Regions from separate parts of the Mus musculus genome. Here all the other regions are linked to region 2. A link is a contact called in public HiChIP or PLAC-seq and promoter capture Hi-C data. All regions are on one chromosome and are shown on one strand. The core of a region is the stretch at or near the end of the contact, and the rest is flanking DNA. Distances in the headings are between cores, read along the strand shown.

The links. HiChIP or PLAC-seq counts read pairs in DNA pulled down with a chosen protein or histone mark. Capture Hi-C pulls out chosen DNA fragments and counts their contacts.
Region 1: a contact with region 2 is called in a FOXA1 HiChIP or PLAC-seq map of pancreatic cancer cells. The contact joins the promoter of Pbx3 here to the promoter of Rpl12 in region 2.
Region 3: a contact with region 2 is called in a promoter capture Hi-C map of adipose tissue, with 2.1 times the contacts expected there. The contact joins the promoter of Psmd5 here to the promoter of Rpl12 in region 2. A contact is called at or near these places in 2 of 39 promoter capture datasets (liver and pre-B cells), 1 of 115 datasets of contacts at active chromatin or transcription factors (astrocytes) and 3 of 9 other capture datasets (adipose tissue, liver and macrophages).

Annotation. Positions count from the first base shown.
Region 1 is chr2:34,370,647-34,373,346 of GRCm38.p6, reverse strand. Pbx3 (pre B cell leukemia homeobox 3) reads left to right here and starts at 1,302. Exons shown (of 9, transcript NM_016768.2): 1 at 1,302-1,626; 2 at 2,450-2,523. The coding sequence starts at 1,427.
Region 2 is chr2:32,960,368-32,963,067 of GRCm38.p6, reverse strand. Rpl12 (ribosomal protein L12) reads right to left here and starts at 1,356. Exons shown (of 7, transcript NM_009076.3): 1 at 1,229-1,356; 2 at 946-1,019; 3 at 396-494; 4 at 2-83. The coding sequence starts at 1,265. Lrsam1 (leucine rich repeat and sterile alpha motif containing 1) reads left to right here and starts at 1,427. Exons shown (of 26, transcript NM_199302.3): 1 at 1,427-1,506; 2 at 1,813-2,024.
Region 3 is chr2:34,869,660-34,872,359 of GRCm38.p6, reverse strand. Psmd5 (proteasome (prosome, macropain) 26S subunit, non-ATPase, 5) reads left to right here and starts at 1,398. Exons shown (of 10, transcript NM_080554.2): 1 at 1,398-1,610. The coding sequence starts at 1,438.

The DNA of each region.
Region 1 (2,700 bases), core at 53-2,552, 1.4 Mb before region 2:
CGCTAACTCCTTGTGCTGAGTTCGGGTTACCATAGCGACCGTGGGACGGGCAGGGCTTTTAGACCCTTTTCCCGGTCTCAGCCCAGGACTTTCGAACGCTCCAATTGGGACAACCCTTTCTTGGCTCTGTCCCGCCTCGTTCGGCGCTGAGCGCAATGCGATTGGCCCTGTGCTTGAGGCCTTGTGCCCAGAGGGTACCACCTCTTGATATGAAGAGCGGGAAAGTATCCCAGGCACTGTCCGAGGCGTGAAGCTCATCTCATGCAATGGGGGACCACGCTGTCGGCTACGGGTACACTTTATTCGGTCCTATATAACACCTCTAAGTCCCCAACTGCTAATAATAGGGAAGGAGCAGGATCCGGGGACAACACTTTGCTGGCTGGACTGACCGACCATCTGTGGAGTGCCGGCGCGAGTAGCCCATAAGGCTCCCGGGCTGGCTCTCAGGCACCCCACAGCAGAGGCCAGAGGGGACGGGCTGCGTTCTAGGGGCGGGGCCAGTGGCGGCGGCGGGAGGCGCAAAGCCCAATGAGAGAAGGCTCCGCCTCCGGAGGCGGGGCATCCGGGGCGCTCCCCCGCCCTTCAGCTCTCCCTGCCCCTCCCCCCGCGGGCGCCGGGGCCGCAGTGAGTGAGTGGCACTGGCAGCCTGTCAATCCCTCAGCCGAGCGGCCTTCGAGCCCGGTCCACAGCGGCTGCTGACTGGGTGCGCGGCACCGGAGGTGGCGGCGGCGAGTTCTCCCGCCTCATCAATCTGCTGTCCGCCCGGCGTGCGGCCCGCCGGGGCCCTCCACCGGGCTCCGTGTCCCCGCCGCGCCGGCCCGCCCGCTCCCAAACTTTCCTCCTCCGCCCCTCTCGCTCCCCGCGGCCCGCCCGTCGGCCTCCTTCTCCTCCTCCTCCGCAGCCCGCCGCCGCCGCCGCCGCTCCCTCCCTCGGGGCCGCCGGTGCTCCGATCCCGCCCGGTTGAGGCGGCGGCGGCGGCGGCAGGCGGCTGAGGGAGGGGACCGTTCTGGCTGGCGCGGGCGGCGGCGGCCGCGGCGTCCCGGCAACTCGGCTGGCGCTGAGGACCAAGTTGTGCGGGGCCGCCCGGCGCGGCGAGGGGCGCTGAGGAGGCAGCGCGGCGGCCGCGTGAGGGCAGCGGGCACCACCGCCTCCGCCTCCGCCGGCGAGCGCGCCGCTTCCGCCCGCCGCTGTCCTCAGTCTCCTCCGCGGCGGAAGCCGGAGCCGGACGCCGGTCCGCGTCCCCTCAGTCGCGGGCCGCGCCGGGCCAGGCCGCCCCCTCCCGCGCGGGCGGGGAGCGCGCGGCCGCCTCCCCCTCCCCCTCCCCCTCTTTCTTCTCCTCCCTCGCCGCCGCCGCCGCTGCCGCCGCCGCCGCCTCAGCCTTCGCCTCCGCCGCCGCCGCCCGCTCCCGCCCGCGCGCGGCGGGATGGACGATCAATCCAGGATGCTGCAGACTCTGGCCGGGGTGAACCTGGCCGGCCACTCGGTCCAGGGGGGTATGGCTCTGCCGCCTCCCCCTCACGGCCACGAAGGGGCGGACGGCGACGGCAGGAAGCAGGACATCGGCGACATCCTCCACCAGATCATGACCATCACCGACCAGAGCTTGGACGAGGCGCAAGCAAAGTTGGTGTCGTCTCATTAAGCATCTTTTGTGTGTGTACGGGAGCCGGGCTCGGGTCCCGGCTGGCTCCCGGGACCCGGGCCTCAGTTGCGGGCGGGAACTTTCTCCGCCCGCCGGGCACTTGCTGTGTCCCCCATCGCGCGGGCAAAGTTGCTCGCCGGGCTCGGGACAAACTCGATCATTGCTTCGTCCGTGCCCTGCTGCCCGCCCCCCTCCCCAGATTTAAACCTCCCGCTCGGACCCCAGCGCGCTCCGCGTCCCAGCCGGGTCCGTGGCCGCACCGCAGGGAAGTGCAACTTTCTCCGCCTGCCCAGACTCCGGGCACCCACTCCCCTCGGCCCAGTCCGGGGTGACCGGCTGCTTCCCCGCACAACCCTGTGCGGGAGCGCCAAGTTCTCTAGAGGGAGGGCCGCTTGGCAAACTTTGCGGAGCTGTCACCCGCTGATTATTAGCCGCCCGCTGGCCGCTGCGCCCGCTCCTCTTGTGGAGCTTGGGCGTTGGGGTTCCCTCCGCTCCGGTCTGGTCCCTTGGGTCCCGCCGCGGCCCCCGGAGCGGAGCCTCATGCACGGGTCACTCCTGTGTACGCCGAGGCTTCTGTCGAGCCAGCAGATGGGTCACGCTGCTATCGGGCTGGAGCTCTCAGCCGCTAGAGCTTGCCGCCAGTTGCGAACTAGTAAACTTGAGTTTTTGTTGACTTCCCGTGGTTCAAAGGAGCTTTTCCAAACTGGGGGCCGGTTTTAAATCTTGGGTCTAACTTAAAGGAAGGCGCCATATTATTCCAATAGGTGATGCTAATACCTTTGTGTTTTGCTATTTGTTTTTTAGGAAACATGCTCTGAACTGTCACAGAATGAAACCGGCGCTCTTCAGCGTCTTGTGTGAGATCAAAGAGAAAACAGGTAAGACTCTGCTGCTCACAGTGGGCCTGGAGACCCCCGAGGTGGGGTCAGATCTACTCCTTCGACTCTCCAGTTGAGAGCTGCTGCTTTTGGGCACCGCCATCTTTGATCATTCTTTGCTTCCCACCTCCTGATCTTGAGAAAAAAAAAACAAACCTGCAATAAATCTGGAGTCTA
Region 2 (2,700 bases), core at 107-2,606:
CTGTTCTTCTGCTTCTTCCTGTCTCTCGGTGGCTCCTTGAGGGCTTTGATGATCAGGGCTGAGGCAGAAGGCACCACCTCGATCTGCAAAGAGACTTGATGTGAACACAGCCCAGAAAACCAACCACCACCAGACACGCTAAAGGGCCCCGAAAAAACAGCTCGGCTAGCTAAGGTGCTTCCTGCTGGCCTCACCTCCAGAGTTGAATCCCTAGCATGGCGGACTCCTGCACCCTGGCACCTACTACTGACTTACAGTGAACCCTGTCGTATAGCCCTCCCACAAGGATAAAATCCGATTCACCGGGACAGGGAAATCTTTGCCAAGACCCATGATTCCTGAGGGCTGCTATCTCAACCCTTCCCTCAACCCCCCACAGCAAGCAATGTAAATACCTGGGCCTGTCTGTTCTGGATGGTCAGTTTCACTGTAATTCTGAGACCCTTCCAGTCACCGGTAGCCTTGGCAATGTCATCGCCAACTTTCTTCGGAGACTGTAGAAATAATAGCATTCGTTACCATGTGCCCAAAGTTGAAGCCAGGACCTTCAAGCTCACCGCCAGCCCTCCTCACCGTCCCACAGGAGCCTGCCCACAATGGCTCCACATCCTTCTTCACTAAGACAACTCTGCAGTAAGGGCTAACAAAGCAAAACACTTTCTGCTGCAATGGGGAACCCTCGGAGCTTTAAACACTAGGTTCCCGTGCGTTACCCACGGAGGCTAGTGGATTTAAGCAAGTCCAATGGCTGCCTCAACCGGGCTGTGGCACGAGCCTCCGTGCACGTGTTATCTCAGTTTTCCTTTGCGTCCCAAGTCCCAGCACCCACATCCCGGCCTGCACCAGGGACATGGTGGCCTCTTCTGCCCTCCACGGGGACAGAACACATCTACAGGCCAAACAGCATGCACGTTAGAGGTCTACGGCTCGGGAGCGACGACTTACCAGACCCAGAGGACCGATCTTCGGGGCCAAGGCGGATGTGGCGCCGACCTCGCCTCCGGTGCACCTCAGGTACACTGAAGAAAAAGCAAAATCAGAACCTCTGCGGCGCAGGCCGCCCTGCGCGCTGCCGTCGGGCTTCAGATGTCCCGGGCCAGGCCTTACCCTAAGGCGCACGGGCCGCCAGAGCGTCGGGCTCCCTCCCCTCTTACACACGTGGCAGCCAAGGCCCAAGGGAGACCCGCCAGGCCCCGGGACAGCACCCGGGCGCGGCGAGGGCACGCACCGACTTTGACCTCGTTGGGGTCGAACTTGGGCGGCATGGTGGAGGCGGCTGGTGTCGGATGAACCCGGATTCGGGACGACCGAAGAAAGTTGCACCGTTGCCTCCTCCGAGCCGAAAGCCGAAAAGACGGATCCTGCTCCGCCCACGCCGGATATAGGCGGAAAAGCTCAGCTCTCGCGAGAACCGCTGGCCCCACCCAGTCTCTGGGCGACACCCTGGTCGCCCTGTTTCTTATGGGCAGGCGTCTGCGGCAGAGGACTGCAGAGCTTGGTCTGTGGGTGAGCTCGGGATTCGGAAGGGGTAAATGTTCGGAGCACCTTGCCTGGGCAACAGAGTAGGGCTGCACCAGAGGTCCTGGTTCCTGGTCCACGTTCCCTTCTCTTGACGGTGACTCTGGAGCCCCTGGGACCCAGCCCAGGGCCCCGCCCCTCCCCTAAGGGATCTGCACCTGACTTGAGCGACCCTAGTACCAGTGCCACCCTAGTACCCTCCTAACCTGTTTGCGGTATGTGCATGTTAGTTACAGAAACAAACTATTCGAGTCTAATCACGAGTCTTTAATTCTGCAATTCCTTGGTTTCTAGAATCTCGAGACTTTGTCATCCTGAGTTGCGTGTCTTTCTGAAATTTAAAGTTTCGGTGCTCACTTCTATGTTTGAAGGAGACCGGACACCAGCTCAGCTTTTGGGGGCCAATGGTTTGTATCTGTGGCCAAGTCTTCGGAGTGACTGGCCTACCTTGAGGTCCACCCAAGAATCGGAACATCGGTGGAGGACCTCCCCATCCACAGAGCCAGGTTAGCCGCTGGCCAGCCCTGCCAGGGAAGGATGGGTGTGGTTCTTCCCAGCCAAGCTGGACCATCAGGAAAGTTCAAACCAGAACTGAACGAGCCCTGCTGAGAACGGTGAGGGAGGGGGAATTGGCAGAGATAGTCATTGAAGAAGGTATTTGGAAATGTAGATCTGGAGGATGGGGGCGAGGGAGGCTAGTCATTAGTGAGCCATCTGTAAGGGATTTAAGTCGTGGCCATCAGATAGGGATGGAGGGAGCTGTCTCTCAGGAGTGCTGCAATTGAGTGCGGAGAGTCCTGAGCAGGCCCTGCAGGCCCAGCAACCTCCTCTGACAGCCCACGCCCACAAATGGAGACCTGAAATCCCTCAGGACCACATGTGTCCTCTACTGCAAGGCTCCTCCAGCCCTCTTCTCCTTAGCAACTGTAATAGTACCTGAGTGCATTTGTCATGTGTGTGGTACCCTGTGGCAGAGTCTATGGCATAGACCTGACATACATGAAGTCACTGACCCCACAGAGGCCAGCATTGGCAACATTGCTCCATATTACAAATGAGGAAACCGGCTCCGACCAGTGACACAAAGTGACACAGCTAATGTCTTAGGTGTCAGAGCCCATGCCGTGAGTTACACACTTCCTCCAAATGATTATGTCCTTCCTATTGCTGGCCCTTAGACAG
Region 3 (2,700 bases), core at 149-2,648, 1.9 Mb before region 2:
ATATTATTTTTAACCAAATCAATTCTCCATTCTTTTTAAATCTCATCAGCTCTAGGGAAACGTGTGTGGCCACTCACAACATACTCCTAAGTTTCTCGCAAGCTTTAAGAATGACTGGCTATGTGTCATCTTTTTTTTTTTTTAAACTTCTTTTACAACTACTAAAAGTAGTATAAGGCTGCTGTGTTACTTAAGTGAGTTTTCTTTTTCAACGCAGGGAGCAAAGTGGTCAAATGTCTTCTTGATATAATTCCTGAATGTCTGGAAAATATTATGATCCAAGGGCTACAGAAAACAAGCCCCTGGGAGTTTGGAGGGCTGGGGAGGAGTCTGAATGCCTGGGACTTCTGTTCATAATCACCCACACCTTTAATTCAAGAGTTTTCTCTGCCAATTAGCTTCTAGGCTTCAAGGGTACGATAATCGTGAAGTAACGAAAAGAGAAGACAACGGTTAGTGACAGTTCTCCGTGTGTATGACATAAAATGGGGAAACGGGTAGTTTAACCTTTTCCAAAAGAGTGGGATTAGGGTCTTTGTAAAGTCGCAGAGTTTTATTGTTGTCACCTGAGTCCCTGACATGCACGCGCGAACACACATACAGATGGGCATCCCATCCTTAGTCTCCTCTAAGCTTCCTGGATTTTTGTCTCTTTCCGTAAAAGAACAGGAAGCCATGCGTTCCAAAACAGACTCATCTCCTTGGCACAGGGGACCAAATGAGGTCTACAACTCTGACCAGACATTCCAACGGCTTGAAATAGTTGGTTGTCAACTAGCTTTTAATGGTTCTTCTCCAACAACCCCGTGTTTCGCAGATGGCAGCGATTTTTAAGCTTCTCTCCCTCTCTCTCTCCTCTCTCTCTTTCACGAAATATATATAGCTTGTCCTTGACCACTGATTTCCATCAGACACTTCTGTGTGCATTTGGTCTCGGAGTCTGAGGCCAGCCCCTCCATGGCCTGCTCCTTCTCTCCGCACTAAATGCTATGTCTGTCCTTCGGTGATTACGTCACGCGCAGACTCTGGAAGATGCCGAAAACTTCCTGCACATCGGCCCCAAACTTCTCTTAATCAGGCCTTCCATTGGCTGACAGACGTCAAACCGGCGCCCCACGTCCAAGTTTTCGGGGACCATGTGCCTCATCTTGATGGCCACCTGGCCTCGGACTCGGGTTCAGTCATCCCGGTTCCGTCACGGAGGCCTCTGCGGAGAGCGTGCACAAAGCCTCTTGATCCCCTGGGCGGTCTCAGTCTCTTAGTCTCCCGGCACGCGCAAGACTCCGGGCCCCAAAGAAAGGGGCGGGGACCGCGTTGAGAAAGGATCTCGCGAGACTTGACAGATCTGCTGGGAGGCTTCGCTCCGTAAGATCTCGCGAGATTCAGAGAGGCGCTCTGGGAACCTAGTAGGTGGGCGGGCAGACGGGAGCCAGGGAGATGGCGGCGCAGGCTGTGTCGCTCCTGCGGGAGGTGGCGCGGCTGGAGGCGCCGCTGGAGGAGCTTCGTGCGCTGCAGTCAGTGGTGCAGGCTGTGCCGCTGCACGAGCTTCGCGAGCAGGCGGCGGAGCTACGCCTCCGCCCGCTGTTCTCCTTGCTTAACCAGAACAATCGGTGAGAGAAGCACCGGGCTTGGGCGGGTAGGGATGGCTGCAGGGGTCTTTCGGAGAAAAGTCCAGGTTGTCCAATTGCAAGATGTCCACAACTGTGTGTTGCCCGGGTCTTGACGGTTCTCCTCTCCGGAAGGAATCTTCTGCTGATATTGTGGCGGGGTCCACGGCACGCCTTTTAATTTCAGTATCCAGTGAATGCTTGTCCAGTGGAATTAAAATGTACGGAATAACAGATTTGTGAGACAGCAAAACTTTAAACTAGAAACAACCATATTAATAAATCATTAAGGACATAAATTATTGCTGCGTAACGTTGCGCGGCCGATCTGTGTATGTATGAAAGTGTTGAATGTAAAAAAAAAAAAAAAGGAAAATTGTAAAGCTTATGTGTAAATTAATCCACTATATACCCCTTACAAGCGAGAGTAAACTGCATAACCCAGGATTATATGTAGAAGTTATTAATGTGCAACTGGAATTAAAATGTTAGGATAGCAACTTTTGATGAATATGCATCTATAGCATTAAATTAGAAATGTCTTGTATTTGTTAACTTGATCATTTAATGTGCTTTTTGTATTTGAATTTTAATTTGAAAAGATAGTGAGCTCCAGTCAGTCAGCACTGAATGCTTTCAGTGCGCTTTCTTACCTCCCTTCTGCTACATCTCTTACTCCTGCTACGTCTGCTAAGTTGGTTTTAACAGTCAGTATTTTAGTGGTTATTTTCCTTTTCTGACTAGCCCTCACCCTGCAACCAGAACTAATGTCTCAGGTCAGTTGGCTTAGCTTGTCTGTGGAAATCATGATTGTATAGTTTGGTATTTGGGCCCTTCCTGGTAGCTTTCCAGTCTGCTTTTCCAGGCTACTCTCCTTCATTTACTCCACTGAGCGCATCTGTTCCACTACCGTGTTACCATCACTAACGTTCCTAGAGCATGACTTGGCACTTTCTGAACTCCTCTCACACCAGTTCTACTGACTGTGGACCCAGCCCATGTGCCACCTCCCCAAAAAAGTCTTTCTCCAGCTGCAAGTGGCTCTTCGTCAGACACCATAATGACATTATCATTTTTCTGTTTATAATTCTGG